Linked DNA regions of Pan troglodytes: region 1 is linked to region 2. A link is a contact called in public Hi-C data. All regions are on one chromosome and are shown on one strand. The core of a region is the stretch at or near the end of the contact, and the rest is flanking DNA. Distances in the headings are between cores, read along the strand shown. Region 1 overlaps LOC134810468 (a long non-coding RNA gene). Region 2 holds the start of CDK6 (cyclin dependent kinase 6).

Region 1 (4,719 bases), core at 1,138-3,637, 210 kb after region 2:
TTATAGAACAATATGTTTAACAAGATCCCATTAAAAAGAAGCGATCCTCTCTCTATAGGTACATTAAATGTATATTGCATGTATACAAGCATATGCAATACACACATATATTTTATACACATATATATATTATACAGTATATGTGTTTGTGTGTTTAAAAAGACTGGAAAGATACTTGTTGGATTTGTAAGTGATTATTCCAGGGGAGTGGGAATGGAGGTAATTTTTACTTTTAATTTTAAACATTTTGGTATTGTTTTCTTTAACAAGAAGGTGATACATTAATAATTCAAAACTTTTTTTAAAGATAGAGCATATCTGCTATTGAGAGTGTACTTTGTAAGTGATGTCCATTTTTTTTCTCTTTCTCTCTCTCTCTCTTTTTTCTTTGGTAGAGATGGGGTCTTGCTATACTGCCCAGGCTGGTCTAAAATTCCTGCCCTCAAGCAATCCTCCTGTCTTGGCCTCCTAAAGTGGTAAGATTACAGGCATGATCCACTACACCTGGCTGGATGTCCATTTTTATGTATCTTCTCTAAAAATGCATTATGTGTACAACTGGGTCTTCGGTATCTGACTTTTCATCCCAGGCTCAAATGTTTCCTAGACTCTTAAACATGCCATTGTCACTTCTGAAGCATAGAAAAGGCACAGAGAGATAAAATGATTTTTAAAAAATCATCATCCAAGTTCTTGATAGTGGTAATTCAACAAACTAAATCATAATTAATATTTTGCTTAGCCACCGATGAAGTGATATCAAATCTTATTAAATATGATTAATTAAAGCATTGTTGTAAATAAACACAAATCACTGACCACCTCAAAGCCTTTGCAGCCACTTTTGAGAAGTGCAGCTCTAAGACTGACTTGGATTTTTCCACTCCCAGTCTCATCCTCAGACAGCCCAATTACTGGGAAACACAAGGCTGAATTTGAAATTATTTTATGGGGGCGATTTTTCTGTCCCCTTACCCCCAGTTTCAACTCAATTAAGGATGCTTTCTTGTTTGGCGATTGCCTGATTGTGGGATATCTTCATATAAATTCCCCCAAAATGGAATCATGGATAGATATGTTGTAACAAACTGTACATTCCCTGATGTTTGCTTTTTTCGAAAATGCGTTAGTTCTACCTTCTTTTTAAAAATTCGTTAATTCATTTATTTCTGCAAAGAGGGAGCGCCTTTAAGTCAACACACACACACACACACACACACACACACACACACACACACACACACACACACACACACGAATACCCAGGTACTCAGGTCCATGCAGTCAGTCATTTACTAAACCAATCTAGGCCGGAGAGACTGTCATCCTTCAGCCCTACAAAGGGGCTCAGTGTGTGCATCTTGCGCGGAATTAGTGCAGGCAAACAGTTCCTGGAAGGGTGAACAGCTAGCTCATGTGTAAAATGATCGCACATCGGTTCCCCAGCTGCCGCAGCCCAGCGCCGGAGCCGGAGAGGCCAGGGAAGAGCCTTCCCCCGAGGCCAGCCAGGCAGAGACGCGGGAACATAAAACACATTCCAGCGGTTGGCATCTGGGCGCGCAGCTGCCAGGCGCAGCCACTGTGTGGCCGCGGGGGCTGCGGGGCGGGCGGGGGCAGAGCAGGTCCGGCGCCAGGCCTGCAGAAAGCGGCCTGCGGGCCAGTTTGGCTCTGCAGGCTGTGGCCTCATTACTGAGAGCAACAGTTTTATCTAGAAAGTGTGCTGTGGGGGATTTTGGAATCCTCCTCTGGGGCGAGGGCTTGGGGAGTAGCTTTGGCACTCCCAAGGCTCTGGGGTCGGGGAGCATTCCATGTACCGTGGTGTTCATGACTCAGGCAAAAGGGAAACCCCAGAATTACCACAAAGCTATCCCAATCCTGGCTTGGCATCAGCAATCAGCTAAAAGCAATGTTTTCATTTAGCATTTAGGAGTGCACGTTTGTGTCTGTGTATGCGTATGCATATTTTTAAGAATGAATTCTACCGATTTTCATCTTTGCAAATAGATTGGGGGTTGGGGGTAGACGGCCGGTAATGCCTATTAGAACTTCAAGGGATTGGTTTTCACATGAGAGAGCTTCAGAAATGAGAAATCGCTGAAATTATCTGGTAGCAGTTTCTGAGGGACATTTACCGTGGATTCACTTTTACATTTCAGTTCATTTGAAAGCCAGTATGGTTAAATTAACCAAAATCTAAATTAAAAAAAAAAAATTCCACGATTCTTCCAGGCCTACTTCACATCATCAAACCAGGCCCTGCTGGAGGCCCCATTAAAATGGCAGCTCCCACTGAGAGAGAGACAAAAGCCCCCTCTCTGAATGGGGATGCTGAAACAGTGATGGACTCTCAGAACTGCTTTTTTTTTTTTTTTAATCCATTAAAAAAAAGTTACCTCTGCATTGACTGTGAGAGAGTATTTATTTCGCTCTCCACACTGTGGGAAACAGAGGCGTTCTCCCTTATAAGGACACCCAGACCTTCTTGGGAGAGGAGAGAAATATGAATCCATAACATGGCTGAACAAATTCCTCCTCGCAACTGAACTCATGGAATGTTTCAGACGTGAACAGCTTAATTTTGGTGTGGTCTGGGACAAATTAATATGACTCAAATCCCACCTCACAGAGGAAGCATCTCCTGATGAAGTGGGTGGGGTGAGTACACTCACTTCCTTCAAAATTCTGTCTAACAATCATCTCTATTAAATTTCAATATGTCTCACCCTCTCCCCAGCAAGAAAAAAAAAACAAATAGGGAAATCAAGAACAAACTAAAAATATATCTAAAAAGCCTAACTGCAAAGTGGTCAGCAAATGATTATGTGAAATTTTAGGCTGTATGAATGATAATGAGTTTGTATACAACAGAATAAAAGCTTCTAGAGGGTAGTCCAGAAACTTTGTATTTTGGGAGTGAATACATTAAACAAGATCACTCTTCTAGGTTCTCATGAAATCCCAGTTATCGTTATTCCAACCCAGAAGGCTTAGGGATGAACAAGGACATATCATTCTTTTCTTCCAGAGGATGAACTGGACTTTTCACCTTAACATTTAATCGGACACCACTCTTTTCCCATAGAGGTGCTCAGTCTCTAGCAGGGAAGGACATTTATACATGAAAATGAACTGTAATGTTATCCTCTCCAGGACTAAATTTATTTACTTTTGTAAAATGGGAATAATTTCTTCACGCTTTCAAAGTGGAAAAATGATTGCTAGCACATATGGGAGTAGATTCTTGAGTGAAAGTTACTATAAATATTAAATATACAGTGGGATTTAGGAACCCACTTGCATGTGGCTCACACACATTACCTTATATTTATAGAAGGCAGTGGTGAGAAAGATTACTTTTCAATGATCAAAAATAGAAATCACGTTTATTTGGCTTTGAACTGCATCATATGCTTGTTCTTTCTACATATTTAGCATGTAATTATGTTTGGGTTTGGTTTGTGTTAAAAATTAGATTACATTTCCTGAACCACTGATAATCAGCAGAAGTTCTTCAAGAAGCAAGATGGGTTGTTAGGCACTTTGAGGTGGAATGCCAGCCAAGATGCCATTTTTGAGATGCCCCTGGGCTCTATAAGCACAGGAGACCATTAGAAACCATGAAATGCTGACAAACCCAGTGTGATAATACCACTCTGTGTGACAATCTCTGTAGTGGTAGAGGCTGTATATGTACTCTAGAACAGTGCTCCCATTCTAGAGTGGGGTTCTCAGAACACATGTCCCTTTCCAGATGCATCTGCTATACATAGTTTTTCTATAAGAACACTATTTTGATCAAGAATCAATAGGAGAGACATTTAATTTAATATCACTGTTAAGAGCCTTTGAAAAATGCTTATTAATAAAAGATACAAATTTATGCATCCCCTTTTCATTACAAGAATCATACACCATCAGAGGTAAAAGGAACATCCTTCAGAACTGGTTTTCAAATGCTTTTTTTGACTTGAAATAGACTCCTTTTAAAAATGGAATAAAAAGAAATAAAAGTCTACATGGCATTCCAATATGTAAAATAATACCAGTATGTCTTACTGAACAGGGGAAATACATAGGGTTTCAGAAGTTCATTTTGAAAATCACTGTGTTAACATGTTTCCTAAACTTCCTGAAAAAGAAACTATATGAATCATCTCAGGATGCAAAGGAATAGTAACAAACACAGAAATCCTAAAATATCGGGGAAATGGTATCATTATACTAAGATGGCACCTACTCGTATACAGATGAAGAAATGGGAGCCTGATTGTTTGCAACAAATGGCCAAAGGCTGCACAGCTCCTTTAGGACAAATTCAGGACCCAAATTCAATGTTTTTTTCCCCAGCTTGCGGGTCACTATCTGATGCCGCCTCTGGAGTCTGGAATGCCTTTGAAATCAGGCTGTATGACACTCTAATCAATTTTAATGATCTAAAGCTTTTATAAATTGGTGAAAAATTTTATAACACAAAACTACTTTCTACATTGTTCTGTGCTGCCACAAAAATCAATCATGATTCTCAGGGATATTTTTATGTTCATATATTGATGATAATCATTCCTTATATTTATGTAGCTAGATATGCATGGCTTAAACACCACCACATGCATTCTGGGACTGGACATAGGACATGACATCCCTGACCAGTAAATCCCTTGAATGAGTGCATTTTCCCCCTCTGTGCATGTCTCCTTCTCGTCCATTGTCTGTCTCCTT
Region 2 (4,791 bases), core at 496-2,995:
ACCTAGGGGGCCTCCCTCCTCCAGGGCCGCCGCGGCCTCGGCAGGACTTTCACCACGACGGCCGCATGTCCGGAATTCCCGGGGCACCTCGGAATTACCTGCCTCGCAACCGCTGGCCCGCTCGCCTTTTGCCAGGAATTAAACAAACGGCGCGACCCCCACGATGAGCGGGTGGAGCGGACCGCGGCGAGAGCAGAGCTTCTGGCACTCACTACATTCAGAACTTTCCTTAAAAGCCGAGGAAAGAGCCCCCAGGGACTGCCCAGGGGTCTGAGCCAGGTCGAGGGCCACACAGGTAGCCGGGGAGCCGCCGCCGGCCGTCCAACCCGCCTGTCCTGCGTCCCCCCAACCCCCTCCCGCTCGAGTCTAGCCCCGGGCTCCGCAGCGAAGGAAGCGTCGGGGACGTCCCACCCCCGCAGGGAACTGCGCCTGCTGCCCCCGCCGGGCCCCGCACTGCCCTGGCTCTCCCCCCACTCGCCCCCCAGACGGTCGGCTTCGGCGGAGAGAAACGGGAGCAGCAATGCCTTTTCCCCCCCTCTCCTCCACTTTTTTTTGTTGTTGTTGTTGCTTTCCCACGCTGGCTGAATGTGACTTGACCCCATTTCAAAAAAAGTTTGACATAGTGCTTCAACATTTCCGCATTCCTCCGCGACTACAAAGGCTGCAGCCGCCTCCTTCTGCTTTCTGTCTCTGCTCTCTGTCTTCACACTCAATGAAATCCTTCATGCGCCTCTCCCGAAGCCTGCCAAGCACCACAAGGGTCGCCACCAGCACAGCGACAAGAGGCCACACCGGGGACCGCGACTCCCGCGTGTGCGCACACGCAGATGCGCCCATATGCACACGGACGGGCGCGCTGCGGGGACCAGGACTGCTCACTGCGGGGCGTGTGTTTAACTCCAATATTTTAAATTATAAAAGTAAACTTGGAAACTACAGCAAACGTGCGTCTTCGCGGGGCTCCAAGCCTGGGCACTGGCCGGCTGCGTGCAATTTTCTGTGTATAACACGCCCGCAGGAAGCCTGCGTTAACATTTATCTCGTGGAGGGGAAGGTGGAGCCCACACCCACACCTCAGCGAGCTGGAGAGGGCGTTTTCGAGGGGGAAATGCAAGCACATTCTCCAGCATGGAGTCCCTAGAGGCAGTGCATTTTAAACCCTAAATGTGAATTATTATGTGAGTGTCCGAGTAGAGTTCCAGTTCCGTTTGGAGAAACTGTATGAGGAGTGTTCCGTGTGGGTGTGTGTGCGTACGGATACGTGGAAGCAGGATCTCGGTGTCGTGGGTGTCCCTAGGCTGGGATCTCCCCCTCTCATCAGATAAGGAGAATCCTCTAGCTCCCCAAAACTGGCCCCCATAACCAATCCCGTCTCAGTTCGTAAGGGGTTAACCAAAGCCGATTCCAAGGAAACACAGGCCCCCCCACCCCCCGCCACCCTCCACTTACCCCACCCACAGTTCTGCCTCGGACCCCGGCCAATCCCCCAGATCTCCCCCGGGACCCCCCACCCCGCAGCCCACCCACCCGAGCGCACAGCTCCTCACCTGAGGGGCCCAGTCGCGTCGGGCCTCCCGAGGGGGCTGCGAGTGTCAGTCGGCTCTCCGCACGTGTCCGCGGCCTCGCGGAGCAGGTATTCAGACTCTGGGGAAGGAGTTACCAGCACTCTCTCCGGCGAGGGGGTGGGCACAGCGGCGGAGGGCGGAGGGACGGCGGAGGGCGCCGCCCGCGCCGCTCGCTGGGGGCGGACGGGGGCCGCGGGGCTCCGGCCGGCGCTGGGGGCCCCAGCCGGGGAGGCAGCTGGGGCGACCGTGCGGGGTGGGGGCAGGGACCCGCGAAGCTAACTCTGCCGGAGACCCACCCCCCGGCGGGGCTGGGGGCTCGTGGCGCAGTGGCAAGAAAGTGTGCAAATTAAAGCCTTCCGGAGAGAAATGAGGCGGCCGAGTCCCGGCAGTGCTCCGAGCTCCGGGCTCCCTAGCTCCCTTCTACGAGTCGGGGGCTAGAAGGGCGCGGTGGGGGCGGGGGTGGGGGGGAGAGTTAAATGAAAATTTCCGGCTTTCACTGAAACTGTAGTAGGGGGATCCTGCGACTAAAATAAGCGGCATTAGTGGGAGAGAGTGGGATGTGTCGTCGGGAGTCGGCGGAGTTTCCAAACCCAGGGTCGCCCAGAGTTGGGGTTTTGACAGGGTGAAGCGGGGGGCATCCTCACTGTGTGACGTGGACGGATGGGAAAAACACAAAACAACCAACAATAATTATGAGCGGCCAATGGGGGTGGTAAATACCAATACTTTCCAAGAAACTGAAAAATCAGACCAAAAAATAACTCTTCTCTTAAAAAAGTAAAGAAAAAGTTTGGCAGGATGCCTTGCAGAAAAGAAAATACTAATCTATCCAAGCACTTTTTCACTTTCAGCATGAGCTACATTTGTTTTGTTTTCCTTCGCTTCCTTTCTGCCTCACAAAGCCCTGTCTTTTCCTTTTAGACAGAGGATATGGTTTGGAAATTGTCAGGCACTCTTATGGTTAACGATCTACTTGAAGGGGCTGGCGGGTTCACAATTATTAAGTGGTTAGTAACTGCTGAGGGTTCACTAACGTATTTCAGAGGAGCTAAAAAGACTAAAATTTAGTGTAAATAATAGAACTGCAGATAGTAGATACATACACAAAAAGAGGAGTGCTCAGTTTAAATGCATTATTGGAAATCTGAAATTTGAAACCTTGTAAGAATGTATACTTTACCTGCTGAGAAACCCTTGAATACAATTATTTCAGGTGAAAATGAGATTTTGGAGAAAAAAAAGTCTTTAAAACTTTCTACAATGGAGTAAAAGAAAACTAGAAATAGCTGTCTTTTTGGAAAGAATTTGGTGTTCTCCCCAAAATCTGTATCTGTAGAATACTTGAAACCCTTTAAAACATCTTAAAGCAAAACTTTTCACAAAATTATTTACTTAAGTGCTTTGTAGAAAAATTAAAACCTGGCAAAATTCTGTTTGAATTGGAAATACTACTTCTATAAATCTTTTGACTTTAAAACCATGTTACTAATCTCACAGTAAATCAAATTTTTGCCCTTATAAAACTGATTCTATGTTATAGTGTGAGGTAAGGCTAGGGAAATAAAAATTGATGCATTCTCAGTAGCACATATTTTGCAATGCATTATAATACTTTTTTCTTTAAAAATAAAAGTGAATAATTGTATGTCTTTAAGCTTAAGATAATTCATAAAATACATTTGTGTTAAGAGCATGTCTTCTAAAATAAGATCTAGTTTTCTGAACAAAATTTGTATTTATAAAGCTATCTATAATCTCGTATACCTTATAAATTTAAGAAGGCAAATCATTAGATTTTATATTTACATAAAAATATTGGATCACTACAAGTCACTAATTAGACTTTAAGCCAGAGACACAAGTGGGAATCCTCCATTTTGATAATTGTTCACACTTATCATTTGCCTTTTAAAACAAGATTTACTTGCTGGTAATTAACATGTTTATATAATCCAGAAATAATTGCCAGCAAATAGGAAGCAGCACATCATGGCTAGAATTTATTTGAATAAATCATTTATTAAAAAAATAGTAAGCTACAGATATTAAATTAACAGAGAAGTGTCTTTTCTACACTGGGTTGAATTTTTAGTTACTGAATTTGACAACAACCATTGCTAGATCAGAAATTCCATGATTTAGGTTACTAGATCATTTGGACAATGTAAAAAACAATGAAACTTTATTTAATTATATATGTTAGTACTGAGTGTTAACTCTCTGTCCTCTTCTTTTCCTGATACTGCTATCTTTTATGTTAAGTTATCATTGTTCACTCTTCCTGCTTATGGTTCACATTAAGTCCCAGTTGGTGAAAGCTTCAGACCCAAGGCAGTTTTACAATTGATTGTATAAAATTAGTAAATACCAGATTATTTTTGTTTATGGATAACTTCTGCTGTGGGTAACAGGTTATCATAAGAAAATATGTTCAAACTTTTTAAACTGTGAACCAAATTCCAACTTCTTTGTTTAGGAGTCTTCTGAGAATTAATATATAGAACTCAAGAATAATGACTCCAACCAGTATTTTCACACTACATACCAGATATTCTAAAGTTGCAAATCATCTTACAGGTATTTAAAAATTACATTTCATGGACTTATTTCCAAATATGGTGGTGTAACTTACACTGAAAGACTTCTTAATGTCACACAAGGAATGTATTTCATGTGTGAACATTTATATATCAAATACCTGTACAATTTTGTTTTCACTGAAATAAACATAAAATTTTAAATTCTGGTCTATAATTTTTAACTTGTTAAGGAAATGTGTAATTTAGTTACAAATAATAATTATATAATGTACACCTAAATCTAATTCATTTCTGATTTATATTGGCTATTTGAGTTTATAAAATATATTTTCCAGAAACTCAGAAATGAGATTTTGCTATAATGTACTACACAATTATTTTAAAATACACTTCTAGTTTAACCTTGAAACAAGTTACCCTACTTTTTAACCTGATTTATGTGTTTGTGTACATGTTATCTTTATTGAGTAATAATCATGAGAAACTATAATTTTAACAGAAATAGCATAATATAAATGCAGTACATTTTAATGCATTCTTCTTTCCCTTCTCAGACATTTCCAAGATATTTTCTTGGGTTTTCCCCTGAACTATATTACTGAAAGTTTGCTAAATAGCTTAGGAAAAGTCAATTGTATTATCAACTTTTTGCATTGTAAAATTCTGAGCTTTAAATGATTTTTAAA

Evidence for each region. A called contact is a pair of places that touch in the nucleus more often than the background predicts.
Region 1: a contact with region 2 is called in a Hi-C map of stem cell-derived neural progenitor cells, with 5 times the contacts expected there. The contact joins the enhancer-like site here to the promoter of CDK6 in region 2. A contact is called at or near these places in 2 of 7 Hi-C or Micro-C datasets (blood and stem cell-derived neural progenitor cells), 1 of 1 datasets of contacts at active chromatin or transcription factors (stem cell-derived excitatory neurons) and 1 of 1 other capture datasets (stem cell-derived neural stem cells).

The regions. Positions count from the first base shown.
Region 1 is chr6:102,419,009-102,423,727 of NHGRI_mPanTro3-v2.0_pri, forward strand. LOC134810468 (a long non-coding RNA gene) reads left to right here. Exons shown (of 3, transcript XR_010158592.1): 2 at 396-476. Among named protein-coding and RNA genes, the nearest start is that of SAMD9, 73 kb to the right of the region's middle. Within about 2 kb of position 2,388, at least 3 of the 24 cell types and tissues checked have an H3K27ac peak or open chromatin away from gene starts, as enhancers often do. A contact at or near this core is called in stem cell-derived neural progenitor cells, where this site is marked.
Region 2 is chr6:102,211,713-102,216,503 of NHGRI_mPanTro3-v2.0_pri, forward strand. CDK6 (cyclin dependent kinase 6) reads right to left here and starts at 1,746. Exons shown (of 8, transcript XM_003318579.6): 1 at 1,548-1,746. LOC748709 reads left to right here. Exons shown (of 6, transcript XM_063815936.1): 3 at 25-279; 4 at 371-1,633. The coding sequence ends at 1,141.